Regions from separate parts of the Gossypium arboreum genome. Here region 2 is linked to region 1. The links are chromatin contacts, called in public Hi-C maps. All regions are on one chromosome and are shown on one strand. The core of a region is the stretch at or near the end of the contact, and the rest is flanking DNA. Distances in the headings are between cores, read along the strand shown. Region 1 has its middle 10 kb from the start of LOC128283287. Region 2 holds the start of LOC108450009 (ISWI chromatin-remodeling complex ATPase CHR11).

Region 1 (6,954 bases), core at 2,299-4,798:
TATACGAACATACTATTGTCTAAGGTTACAATTACCATAAACCATCATTTCAAATTCATGCATATTACCATATCATTTCATACCATACTCAATTTTCACATGCTATCATATTTGATTTGTTTAACAAATATCTCAATTCATATCACTTACTATATAAGTAGCTTTTCACATATCAATTCACATTTCATTTAAACAATGGCATATCCATTCCATATTTAATTCATGAGTACATAACTCATATATTCCATTTGTTCATAACATATTTCACATTTCATTTTCAATCCACCATCTCATTTCCATTTCACATACCATGCCATTTCAATATAAATTTTATAACTTTATTATTTATTTACCCCTATTAACACGACTCAGACTCGGACGGATACACGGATCCAACCAACACACCAATTTGACACCCAGTGCCTCATCGAATAAATATGAAGTAATAATTGTGCCCAGCGCTATATAAATTGACCCCAGTGTCTCATCAGTTAAATCGAAGCAAATTGGCACCCAGTGCCTCATCGACTCGAAGTCGAAGAAATCCCTGAACTCTTCCTATCATGTGGCATGCCATCTATATCTGCCTCAGCACGATACAATTAATAGGGATTCATTTCACTTTTCAATACAACCAATTCCTCAATTTCATGAATATGTATCAGCACATATAAGCATATATTCAATTTGATAATAATCACATTTTTCTCAATACACATATATTTATAATCGATATATTTCATAATATATAAAATCAATCCATTTCATTTCAATTCAAATAATCAATACATTCATAATGTATATACCAATTCAATCCATTTCAATCAACTATAAATTTAATTCACTATTAAAGTGTCAAAATACTCACGTCAACCACTTACCATATGTATTAAATTAAAATACAACAATTAACAACTAGGTTCTAATTATGGAAATACAAACCGTGTATTCTGAGCTATTCAACTTCGATTTTATCTTTCCCCTTTTTAGTTGAGGATTTCGGTATGACATTAGCTACGGAATTAAAATAATTAAAATACATCAATACAACACAATTCAATTTCACATTGAATATTTAAATTTTTACTCAATATTTGCTTAAATTCCAATTTAATCCCTAAACCGAGTCTAATTTTTATTCTTCACAATTAACTTTATGTTTTCATGCTCATTTCACTTTAAACTAAATTTAACTCTCTATTTTCAGTTATATCCCTAAATTTCAAAATTTTCACAATTTAGTCCCTATTATTCAAAATTTAAAATTTGTTATACAATTTAATCATTTTCCATTTCTAACTTAAAATCTATCAATTAAATCACTAATACTAAAACTATTCGACAATAACAATATCTAAAATCTTAATCAATATTAAAATTTTGACATGGGTCAAGTAGTTCTAAACACTAGGATTCCAAAAATATAAAAATTACAAGGAAATAGACTGAATTGACTAACCAATTTTGAATTTTAGCCTAAAAGTCCTTGGGGCAACTACTTCTCCCTTTTCTATCTTTCTTTTTCTTTTCTTTAATTTGCATCGAATGTTTCATATTATTCCATATATTTTATTTTACTACTTTCTTATATCATTATTATTATATTATAAAACATATACACATACATTAAATATTTAACTTATTAAATATTATAACATGTATATAATATATATATTCCTAATGCCGTCCACCACAAGGCAAATGCAGATTTACCATTTTAGTCCCTCTATTAATTTTAATCTATAATTATACTTCTAATACTTATACAATTTAATCTCTACACTTAAACAACTTATAATTCATGCAAATTCACTTAACCAAAATCAAATTAACTATACAACTAACTTCGTAAATATTTGTAATAAATATTTACGAGTTTCATTTATGGGAACGGAGTCCCGAGAATACACTTTTCGACACCCCTAACTATAAGGTCGCTACATCGGAAGCTTTAAGCCGTATGATTGAAGGCAAGTCAATGGCCATGGTAAGATTCAGTGGAGGTCCGCGAGATAAAGTCATGTACGTGAATCTTTATATATCTGTTTGCATCTATGTCTTCACAAGCTTCATAAGTCGCCAAGAATAAGATCGTTTACTTGTAATATATTACTATGTGCGAATCTAAAGGTATGAGATATCTACTTATGCGAGTCCATATATGAAATATATGACAGTTTGTCAGGATAGTCTTGCATGTATGATTCCGCCAATAGAGGATTCACTCTTAAGAATCCGCCTACATGTGATATGTTTTTAAGGGTGGACCACTATGAATGGGTTATATGTTATTGTGAGATAGAGGCAAGATACGACGGTCCGCTAGGTTTGTCTATTGGATTGAGAAGAATAGATCTTCTTTATTAGTCCGTAACGGGGATCTTCTTTATGAAACTGTCAATATGTTTTGCATACTTGAGTCTGAAGCAAGAATCCTCATTGATTGTACTACGAATCTGAGTTTGTTAGGATAAGCTATTAATAGCAGTCTGCAACAACAATTGTTCGTCAAGATTTATCTTAATTGGTTATCGGGATTTATTGGTACAAGATGAGCTATGGGAGTTATCTATGAGTTTTCTTTCATAAGTTCTAAAGTAAGAATCCGGAAGGATTTCTTTTTAAGGAAGTAGATGCATGTGGGTCACAAAGACAACTAGTAAAGATAGAATTCACAAGGATAATCCGCCAAGAGGTCAAACGTTTATCTGCATTTTGATACTACAATTATTAAATCACATTAGTGAAAGCTTTTATGTGTGCAAGGCTTTGTATAGTCGAATATGAAATCTTTTGTTTTCAAGTCGTTAGTAGTTGACCAAATACAGACGAGTAAGATGAACTATTCTCTTTAATTCTACGAGAAAAAGGAAACCCCAGTTTAGCGATGACCTTGTCTACTTTTTCTTCTCTCAGCCTTGTCTTCACCAACGTCATAATTCACTGTTTATTCTCACGAATATATTCCTTCACAATACGATCAAACCTCGGATGACCAGCACCCTGACAATTCCAAAAAACGATATTACTGTCCATAAAAAAATCACTACTGCTCCTTCCTTAATCATGGATCTCCACCATGGACTTGGTTTCACTGGAAACTTCATCATCTATCAGCACCCATAGCATCATCCAAGCTATCTTCTTGTTGTTCCAGCCTATTAAGGATACCCTCGATAGCTACACCCATTGGTAATGCGCAATTCCTGTAGTCTTTAATTCAAACTCTCCGACACAGGATGTCCTTCCTAACATCCTTCGACTATACTGATTTTTGATTGACCCATCTGGACGCTACACTGCCATCCAAGTCAGTAGCCATATCCCCATTAATCGCATCTGGCCTCAAAGCCTCTTGAATCGCCATTTTTGAATTTCCCTCTACTGAAATAACAACATGATTCTTGGGGTTTAATTTTGTTTGTATCAGTGTAGCAATGAAGCCTTCCAAGCTTGGAGCTTGACTTTTGGGCTTACTTGGCCCCACCTTATTCAGCATTATGTCCTATCTTGCTAAGCTCACTCCATTTTTATTATTGTATTCCATTGGTCCATACAAAGACGAATGGCCGGCATTCCTTGTGGACCCATTTGCAGCCCAACCATTAACACTCCCAACAACACTTTTCCCGTATCCCTTCTCGGTCCATTATTATTCGCTGCAACATCCTTATGTTTCAGATTTAACCCAGAGCTGGCCTTCCCCGATTCTCTCCTTTATTGCTGTGTGTCCCTAAATTAGTGGGATTTTCATCATCCAAATTTGTTAGTATATAGGTGTCAGCGTTCGGTCGAATCGAGTGAGAATATTTCGAGTTGATGAGTCCTATTTTATCATCCTAACTAGATTTGAAATTTTTTTGAATCAATTCAAGTGAGATGAAATTCAAATCGAGTCGAATTGAGTGGAATTATTCGAGTTAAATTAAAAAATTAACCATGTCAAATTAAAATGTATAACTAATTTCATATTAGAGCACATAAATTTGAAACTATATATATTTGAAAACTTTTTCAAAGCAAAATAGTTGAAAAAATATTTTAGTATGATAAACTTAAACCATTAATTAACTTTTAAGTCCCCAAAATTATTATTCTAAAAATAATAATTTTTAACTTTCTTTATATATTTTTAGAATTTTTAAAAATTTTATAATTTAAAAAATATGAATTTTGGGATTTTTATAAATATTTTGAATTTTAAAATTATTTTGAATTTTTGAAAATTATTTTGAATAATTTTGTAATTTTTGTTGAGAGAGACCAATTTGTTCATTTTCAAACTTGATAGGGACCAAAAGAATATTTATACCAATAAGTTATTCGAATTATTTGAAATGTAAAATTCAACTTAAATCGAACTCAAAACTCAAATTACTTATTCAGTTTACTTGAATAATTCGAACAACTTGATTCGATTAACTCGAAATTCTATTTTTTTTAATTTTTTAATCGAATTGAGTTTTACTCATCCCTATTGAAATGTCAAATTTTGAATTTTTAGAATTTATGGCGAGACTCCTGCTTACAAACTTTGCATTCCTCCTTGCCGGTTGTCTTCCACGTTTCTCCACCACCATCCATGAACCAAAATCCTCCTCCTCTACACGCTGTTATATTGTTGGTTATGGTTCATTCAACACCTCTTGTCTAGTAGTCGCCATTTTATCCGTTGCCGTGGCTATAAATCTCTCCCTTGTATGTCCATAGTGTCCACAATTGTAGCAAATGTATGGGAGAGTTCATACTCCACCCTTTGCATATGGTTTTCCACACTGATCTTCAATACCAAAGACTTAGTCAAATTGACACACACTGCCAACCTAGCAAATTCACCTCTTGTTCTGTTTTCAGTAATTTAATATTTACCACTTTTTACATCAACTCAAACATTTATTTTATATGAATTTATATCTACTTTAGTAATAAAACTCTCAAGATTTCGTTACTAGTTAGATGGGTACTAATTCAATTGAAAAATATAAAAAAAATCATATTTAAAAAACAATATAACTATATGTGGTAAAAAATAATTTGACATTTCTTTAACTATTTCTTTTAAATTAGACAAAACTCCTAAAAAACTCACACATCTAAAAGAATTTAGGGTAAACTACTTGGTCACTCAACTTTTGGGTAGGTTATATTTTCATCACTCAACTTTAAAAAACTTTTAATTTCATCACTAACATTTTTAAATTTTAAAATTTTAGTCATCTATCGTTAAATACTTAAACCAGGAAGCTAACATGAGTCCTTTTTATTGACATAGTAACAAATTTAGCCCTTCAATGTTTATACATTTTTCAATTTGATTTTAAATCTAAAAGGTCAACAAATTTAGCTCTCAATATTTACAAAATTTGTCATTTAGTTCTAATTCTAAAAATTTAATAAATTTATACCTAAATATTTACAAAATTTATCAATTTAATTCTAGTTCTAAAAATTTTAAAATTAAAAATATTTTTAAAAATTTCATTTTGGATAAAAATAATAAAATGATTTTTAAAAAATCTAAAAAGCATAAATAAATTATAAATAAAAAACCAAAACATATTTATTAAATGTGAAGAGCCAATGCTGTCTGAGTTAAGCTTCAACCAAAGTGATTTTTCTTACTGGCAGGTTTTTAAATCAATAATGGTGAATGAAATGGAGGCTCATCTGTTTCTAGCTGAAGCTTTAGCTTCTCTTTCCTTCTTTCTTGATTGTTTTGCTTTTAAGGTCGACTTGATTTCCAATTCTTTATAATAATAAAAAATGTTTTAGAATATGTAAAAAAAAAACTGATATTTTTCTTTTGGTTAAACTATACTCCAAATTTATATATTTTCGTAGATTTAAATTTTGATCTTTTTATTTTTATTTTAAGGATTTTATATTTTTATCTTTTAGTTTTCAAAATTTATTTTTAATTGTTAATATTATTAATTTTTTTATTAAATTTGTTAATGTGATATTTTAAAGTTAAAAGAAACTTATATGCTAACCATGTGACAAAAAGAATAATGTTGTAATAACATGAATTTAATAAAAAATTATAATATTAACAATTGAATTTATATTTTCAAATATGAAAAGTACATGAATTCCTTAAAATAAAAGTAATGGGTTAAATTTCAAATATACAAAAGTGCTAAATTTGGAGTATAATTTAACTTTCTTTGTAAAATTTGGACATAATGGAAGATGTGTTTTCTTAATTTTTTTTAAAAATATTAACATAAAGGTTTTAGTTAATGATATTATTCAGTATTAGAAATAATATTGTACTACTATTAAATATAAAATAATATTATACAATATTAAAATTTAACAATATTAGTTTTTAAAATATCATACCAATTATAAAATATCATTTATTTAATTTTGTTATTAAAATATTAAAAACAAAATATCGACATGCAAGTGTCACAAGACGTAGATCAAAACCTGCGCCAAATGCACAAAGAGCATCTCATGGAGGTCAATTGACTAAATGGGGTTCATTTGACCCACTTGAACTGACCCGATTTGTGAAACATGTGGAGAAACCTATCTACTTGAAGCCTTGGTAGCCCAGTGAAGCTTAAGGAAAATTAGGGTTGCCATGGCAAATATGAAAACTTATCTCAGAAGATGTGATATCTTAGAAGATTTAATTTTGTAATATTAAAGGATTACGTAAATCTCTTAAGAATCACAATTGTAGGTAAGCTCTTATCTTGATCGTCGATGTAACTGAATCTGTACCGTTGGTTTTGGGGAGCTCAACTATAAATAGAGGTCTTCCCCCTTATTTGTAATCGTCTCATTCTTAGAATTCTTTCTAGAGTAATAGAATACCTTGAGAGTATTTACTCAAACACTTGATGTGCTTTGCTTTCTTGAGGCATTTTCTGCTCTTTTGTTTTGAGTTACTTCTGCTTTAATTTCGAATGTCTCGGAGAATTTCTATCAAGGATTCTCATT
Region 2 (6,954 bases), core at 3,327-5,826, 370 kb after region 1:
GGAGTCATGGGCATGACTATTGCCATGATTATTGACTCGATCGAAATTCTGGTCACAAGAAAAACACAGAAGTTTATCATAATTTTCAATCCATATGGACTCGACCCTACTACTCTTTACTACTGTTTAGAGTTATTTTATTGCAGGAATTATTTTGGGTAGTTTCAACGCCCATCAAGGAGTCATTTGTTCTAATGTTCAAGACAAAGTATTTCCCAAATTGGACTTTATAGATGGCATATTGGTCTTTCAATCAGATTGCTCATTTTTTATTAAACTAATGACATGTTGTGGTTCATCTACTAATCTAAGTTGTCTTTTCGTATTACGATCCAACCATATAATATCGCTTAGAATTAGTTAAAAATTGGATAATTAGTGAGCTAATATTTGGTTCCATTTTACTTTGCGTGCAAAAACCATTGAGGACAATATACAAAAGGTATTAATGTAATTCATGGATAATTTTATTAAACTAATTTGTTCGAAAAAAATACAAGTGTACATAGACGAAAACACTACACTCAGGGTACTAAATCCAACATCTTTCCCTTTGAACCACAAAGAAAAGTCCTAGGGCATTCTCTTTATCATCCAATGAATACATATACTAAAAAAACAACATGTTTGGTCATATATTGCACTGAGTTCAGAGTATGATGAACCCAATAACCAACCATCAAGAGCTACAACCAACTACTTGGGTGCTAGTCTATATGCATTTAGAAGATCTTGAACAAAAGCACAAGAAGGAAGGTGAAAGTCTACTTTTAAGACATGCAAAGGCAAATAAAATCTAGGCCTGCCCCCACCATAATTTAGCCCAAAGACTTCGCTTAAGTGGTGTGGCCCACTCGAAGCTCTAAAATTGTACTTAGAATACTTCGAAAGAAGCCTTTATGTAACATCTTCACCCGACTTGATCATCGAATCTAGGTGTAAAGTGCCACAAATAGTCCAATTTGGAATAAATATCAAATTTCAAGGTTAATAACTTCTAGACTAATTTTATTAATTAATAGCTATTTACTAACAAAAGAAACCTTAAAATTTAAAATAAAGTTTACTATCTCTAGACACATACCGTAAGGGATCTACATAACCACAACATGTTCCACCTCAAGATGAAGCCTCTAAGTGTACCCACTTTCTATGTGCATGACTCTTACTGACAATGATCCTTGATCTATCACAGTCTAGTTGGTCCCTCCTCAAGCTATTTATCCTATGATTCTTGCAAACCACAAGCCAACACCTTCGTAAATTCAATGCACTTAGGAGTTTCTACTACATTACACTAAATAAACCCCATCTTGCAGGGGTTTTCAGATAGAGAAGATTCAAACACACTACTCCCTGTTTCGTTTTAACTATTTTGGTGTGCCTGGGTGTCAAACATTTATTCTTCATCCGCCTATCTTTAATAGCAGAGTGGGTACATTCGTAATGGATTTTCATTAAGGAGACATAGTCTTAACAGACATACTTGTCACTTGTGTCATCCCTCTTAGCACTTCTTTAGGTTCAGGGTGCCCAACTGACCCCTCTATTCCAAGTAAACTCACTGAGGTGCTTATGATTGTGTTTCTAACCTACCAAAAATTCTTATCGACAGATTCTTACTACGATCCTCAACTAATTCTCCTTTCGTTTACCCATACACTAAGCTTTATTGGCTCGTCAGTCCCCATGACTGGCTCTTGTCGGGATATTACCCTTATGCCTTACCAGCTTCCATGATTACTGTTTTGATAGACTATTTCCCATTTCTATTACATTTTTCCTTCATTGACGGACTACTCCATGTTTACTGTCCCAGCAGACTACTCCAGTTACCAAAGTTGAGCTATGGTTTTAGACTTTATACCTCTTTAAGGTGTCACATCAAACAACCTTATCGTCATTGCGGTGTCACCCCATAAAGCCTACCGACTGCCATTGCGGTGTTGCTCTGTGGAAACTTATGCTATCAACATTGATTTATCTCATATTCACATTGATCCTCGAACACCAAAGTGTCCCCCTGCAAGGCCTACAGCTTTCCACATCACGGTTTGCTCCCAACAATCTCGGATGGTGAAATTTTAACGGAATTCTATTTTCTCCTATTCTTGATGCTTGAACACCGCAGTTCCCCCTCCACAAGGTCCAGAGCTTCGCATATCAAGGTTTGCACACAGCAATATCGTATGGCAATATCTAACAAAAATTTTTATTCTTATATCATAGCTCCATCTATCCCTTCGATTATTTTCCCACCATTCATTCAGGTAATATATGTGTTTCACTTTCATTACTACATGGAACATGCTATCCTTTTTAAATGTAGATTTCTAACTATCTCATACATACTAAGCTACGTAGCAGATACCATATATCAAACAATCTTATGCAAGCTTGGTATATGCAATCAGCAGAATTCATTCATCATAATAGGACTTAACACAAAACCGAGACAACTGCCAAGTATTTCAGTAAATAGAGTACAAAAACTCACCTGACACTTCTTTACCTCCTTCTCCGCTTAGCTTTTCTAAACGCTAGAGCTTCTACTCTTCTGGTAGCTAAGCATGAAAAATCCAAAATCATGAGTTAAACTTAGTATTTTCATATTAAAACTCAGGTTTCCAGAAAGCATGTAGAATCCCCTAAAATGGTTCTAATAACCCTTAACTTTGTTTTCTAAATCTTATGTACACCAAAGGGCTTAGAACCTTACTAACTCCTTGGATTTTCTACTTCTCTAAGTAATTCATCACGATCATTGCTTCGTGTAGAGCTTTTTATAACTATCACTTCCTCGAAGCATCTAAGGAAGAAGATGAAGATAGGGAGAAAAATGAAACAGAATCAAGATGAATCCTCTTTTGGAAGTCACCTCTTAGCTATTTATAACCCTTCTTCTATAACCTTTAATCGTGTAAAATCCATCCATTGATAATCATGGTGTCTCCCATTAAAGAAACAACTGGTTTGAATCCAACCAAACTAGCATTAGATTTTAACCAAGTCCTAAATTGGTTACTATCTTCTCTTGATTTTCCAGTAGAGATCGCCAACTTATGGCTTCTTTTAATGTAACCCCTTAATTATTTCTTAATTTCCAGTTTCAGTGGAAGCCGGGTGTGACACTCTATACCTCAACACCCTTTACATTTGTTGTTTAATGGTGGTGCATTCAAATTGACCAATAGCATTCTATTCATCCAAGGCTCATTTCACAAATGAGTTTTCCCTTTTTGAGGTTGTACCCATCACAATCGCTTATCTTAGGTGGCAGAAAACCTGTCCCTTGGCTGTGGAGGTGATGGTTAGCTCATTGTAGACCTTCTCTCTCTTATAAACCTTTGACCCCTAGCCATTGTAGATTCTTGTGGCAAAAATGGCAAAAGAACAAACGAAAAGTTGAAAGCAAAACATATGGAAAACCCTTAAACTTTGAAGTTGGCAACAACTAAAGAAAAATTAAGAAAATGTAAGAATTCAAGAAAACATTAATGGCTTCATAGATGATTGGAACCCAAATTTATAGATTTTTCTAACAAGATTTCATAAAGGCACCGTTTTGGGCTCGAAGGCCATGGCCAATGGCATCTAGCCATGTACCGTGTCAAACATCTTTCATCATGGTCACTTCTCCCTAAACATAATCAAATTTATGATGAAACTTCTACAATAGATGCAATAACTCTTCGCTTTCCACGGTAAGGGGAAGCATTTTTCATCTTCTTTAAAAAGTTACATAGATGAATATCTCAAGAAAGGCCATTGTATAACCTCTTGTTCGACTAGAGGACTATTGTTATACCCCTTCGCTACATAGACACGTGTCAGCGTGGCAAAAAAGTTGACTTCCTTTTTTACTCCATTTAAGATAGTATCTTAGTTGGCCACCCACCTAAACTTGGGGAGTTGTAACACCTTTTCATCATCAATACCACCTGCTTTTAGGTGTGAACACACTCTTAATTCAATAAGGAGCTTGTTTAGGCATAAGTTCATTGTATTAATCGAGTACATAATAAGATGGGCCCTACGGTGCACACCCTTCACGCCCATAAATATCTTTTACGCATCTTGTAGGATTGAGTATTTATCCTGCCACGTCACACTTGTGGACATGAGTACCTTACCTATAAATACCCTTACAACGATGAAAAAAAAGATTGACCTTTTGAAACCCTCAAGTTACTTTGAGCAAACCTCTCATCTTTCACCTTAGTTAATCTATTCTCTTGTTTCTTTTTTACTCTTCTCCTTTCTAGGTGAACCGACCGTCACTGATTCACCACTATATCCTCCTTTATTGGGCCTTGTATCAACATACTATGTTCTCCTTTAAAGAAAGAATATTGTCTTTGTAATCTTCAATCATGGTGTTCATGTAAAAATGTTCATGAAATGAATTGCAATTTAGAATTTTAAATCTTATTGAAAACTATTAAAAGAAAATTATTATGAAAATTTAATTCAACTAATTCTATTCAACTTTTAAAATTCAATCCAAATTAAATTGAATTTTAATAAATCGATTTTGAAAAAACTTTAACATGGCAACTCAAATCGGTGAATTGAAGGGTTGGAACTTTGCCAACTCCGAGAACGACGACGCTGAGGCCTGAGGTAGGCAGCCAGCGGGTTAAGTAGGCGGGAAATCGTGGTTTCTCTAATTGGCGGGAAATTCCTCAATTGACACTCAATCCACTTCAAAGCATTAAATCTCCCCATCTCCAAATCCAACGGCCACAAATTTACCAACTTTATTTCACTCTCAATTTTATTTTGCACCCCATAACTTCCCTTACAAATAAATATTCGGCCTTTTATACAGTCACTCTTTTTTTTTCTTTCACTGAACGAAAAATAGAAGACAAAGAGAAAGAAGAAACCCTCGATCTGTCAAAGTGATGGCGAAATCGTCGAAGCCGGCGTCGTCTGATGAAGTCCTATCCAACGGCTCCAATTCTTCTGAAGATGAGCGAATCAACGACCGGATGGAGGAAGACGACGACGACGAAGAGCTCGAAGCCGTTGCATGCTCCGACGCCGCTTCCGACGAAGACGATGAACCCGTCCCTGAAGAAATCGCCGATGAGGTCTTTTACTATTTGCCCCCTCTTATCAACTTCTTTATCTTGCTTTCAAAATTTTTTCCTTTTGGTTGTTGTTTATAGTTAGGGTTTGCTAATGATTGAAAAACTTTACTTTTAAACTTTTAGTTTGTACACTCTAGAATGAATTATGCTCCTAGGGAAGCTTAATTTCAACTTTAATGTTCCTATCTAAATGATTTTTTTTTTTGTAGGACGAGTCTAACGGTGATGATCCAGAAGTTAGTAAGCGTGAAAAGGAAAGGTTAAAAGAAATGCAGAAGCTAAAGAAGCAGAAGGTTCAGGAAATATTGGACGCTCAGAATGCTGCCATTGATGCCGATATGGTGTGTATTCTATAGAAAAGTTCACATTCAGTTATTTTAAGTATAATTGATGGTTCTGTAATGCTTGATTTGTGGCAGAATAATAGGGGGAAGGGGCGTTTGAAGTATCTTTTGCAGCAAACCGAGTTGTTTGCTCATTTTGCTAAAGGTGACCAATCTTCATCACAAAAGAAGGTGAAAGGAAGGTACAGAATATATACTGCAAAATATGTTGAAATCCGCGATTTATCCTTTTTTGTGTTGTTTTTATGATATTGCTGGTTGTAAACAATGCATTTTTTTTTTTATCATTTGGCTTTGATGATTTTCATTGTTTTTTTTTTTTTGGAACTACTTTATATTAAAGTTGTTTTGACTTAGACATTCTCTAGTAATGGTTTCCACCAATTGTTTAATGTAGGGGCCGTCATGCTTCAAAAGTAACTGAAGAGGAAGAAGATGAAGAGTGTTTGAAGGAGGAAGAAGATGGTTTGTCTGGAAATACTAGATTGGTGGCTCAGCCTTCTTGTAAGTTCTTTCTCTCTTGCTCACCTAGACCTATCAGTTGGAGAAATCAGTTCAACTTTTTTCATTTCTCCATCTCTGTATCTCTAGGTATTCAGGGAAAGATGAGGGACTACCAACTTGCTGGTTTAAATTGGCTTATACGACTGTATGAGAATGGTATCAACGGAATTCTAGCAGATGAAATGGTATGTGGTGTAGCTGTGACTTTATAGATTGTTTACTTTTTAAGTTCATTATCAAGTCTCGATTCTACGGTCAGAACAAGCAGCAATGTCACTGGCTGATGTTTGTTCACTAAATGTTTGAATGCAGGGATTGGGAAAAACTTTGCAAACCATTTCCTTAATGGGCTATCTGCATGAATACCGTGGGATTACTGGCCCTCATATGGTTGTTGCTCCAAAATCAACTCTTGGTAACTGGATGAATGAAATTCGTCGGTTTTGCCCAGTCTTGCGAGCTGTAAAGTTTCTTGGGAATCCTGAGGAACGAGTAAGTTGCTTGATGCATGCTTTACCGTTTACTCTATACATGATTCTTGATGCCTTTTAATTTCTACAGAGATACATCCGTGAGGAGTTACTGGTTGCTGGGAAGTTTGATGTCTGTGTCACAAGTTTTGAAATGGCCATCAAGGAGAAGTCTGCCTTGCGTCGTTTTAGTTGGCGCTATATAATTATTGATGAAGCCCATCGAATCAAGAATGAGAATTCACTCCTTTCAAAAACAATGAGACTCTACAATACTAATTACCGTCTTCTTATTACGGGTACTCCACTTCAGGTATGCATCCAAATGTTCTTTGATATGGAAGTACTTACTGAGTTTTATATGTCTACTTCCAGTCTTGGCGTCTGCTTACTTCACCATAAATGCCTATGCTATTTAATGTTCTTGACTTGCATTTCAGTTGAAAAGTTGGTCTAGCATGTATCCCTTTTTCTTGGTTGGGTCCTTTTTAGGTTCCACCTGAAATGATTTTGCTAATATTTTTTTTTATCTGTTTTGTA

The links. Hi-C and Micro-C count contacts between places; a contact is called where the count stands out from the background.
Region 2: a Hi-C map of leaf shows a contact between it and region 1, with 3 times the contacts expected there. The contact joins the promoter of LOC108450009 here to the enhancer-like site in region 1. A contact is called at or near these places in 2 of 5 Hi-C or Micro-C datasets (both in leaf).

Annotation. Positions count from the first base shown.
Region 1 is chr10:102,220,778-102,227,731 of ASM2569848v2, forward strand. No RefSeq gene overlaps it. Among protein-coding and RNA genes, the nearest start is that of LOC128283287, 10 kb to the left of the region's middle. Within about 2 kb of position 3,549, at least 1 of the 2 cell types and tissues checked has an H3K27ac peak or open chromatin away from gene starts, as enhancers often do. A contact at or near this core is called in leaf, where this site is marked.
Region 2 is chr10:102,589,889-102,596,842 of ASM2569848v2, forward strand. LOC108450009 (ISWI chromatin-remodeling complex ATPase CHR11) reads left to right here and starts at 4,577. Exons shown (of 25, transcript XM_017747427.2): 1 at 4,577-5,096; 2 at 5,306-5,437; 3 at 5,516-5,622; 4 at 5,838-5,944; 5 at 6,032-6,129; 6 at 6,257-6,436; 7 at 6,506-6,727. The coding sequence starts at 4,908.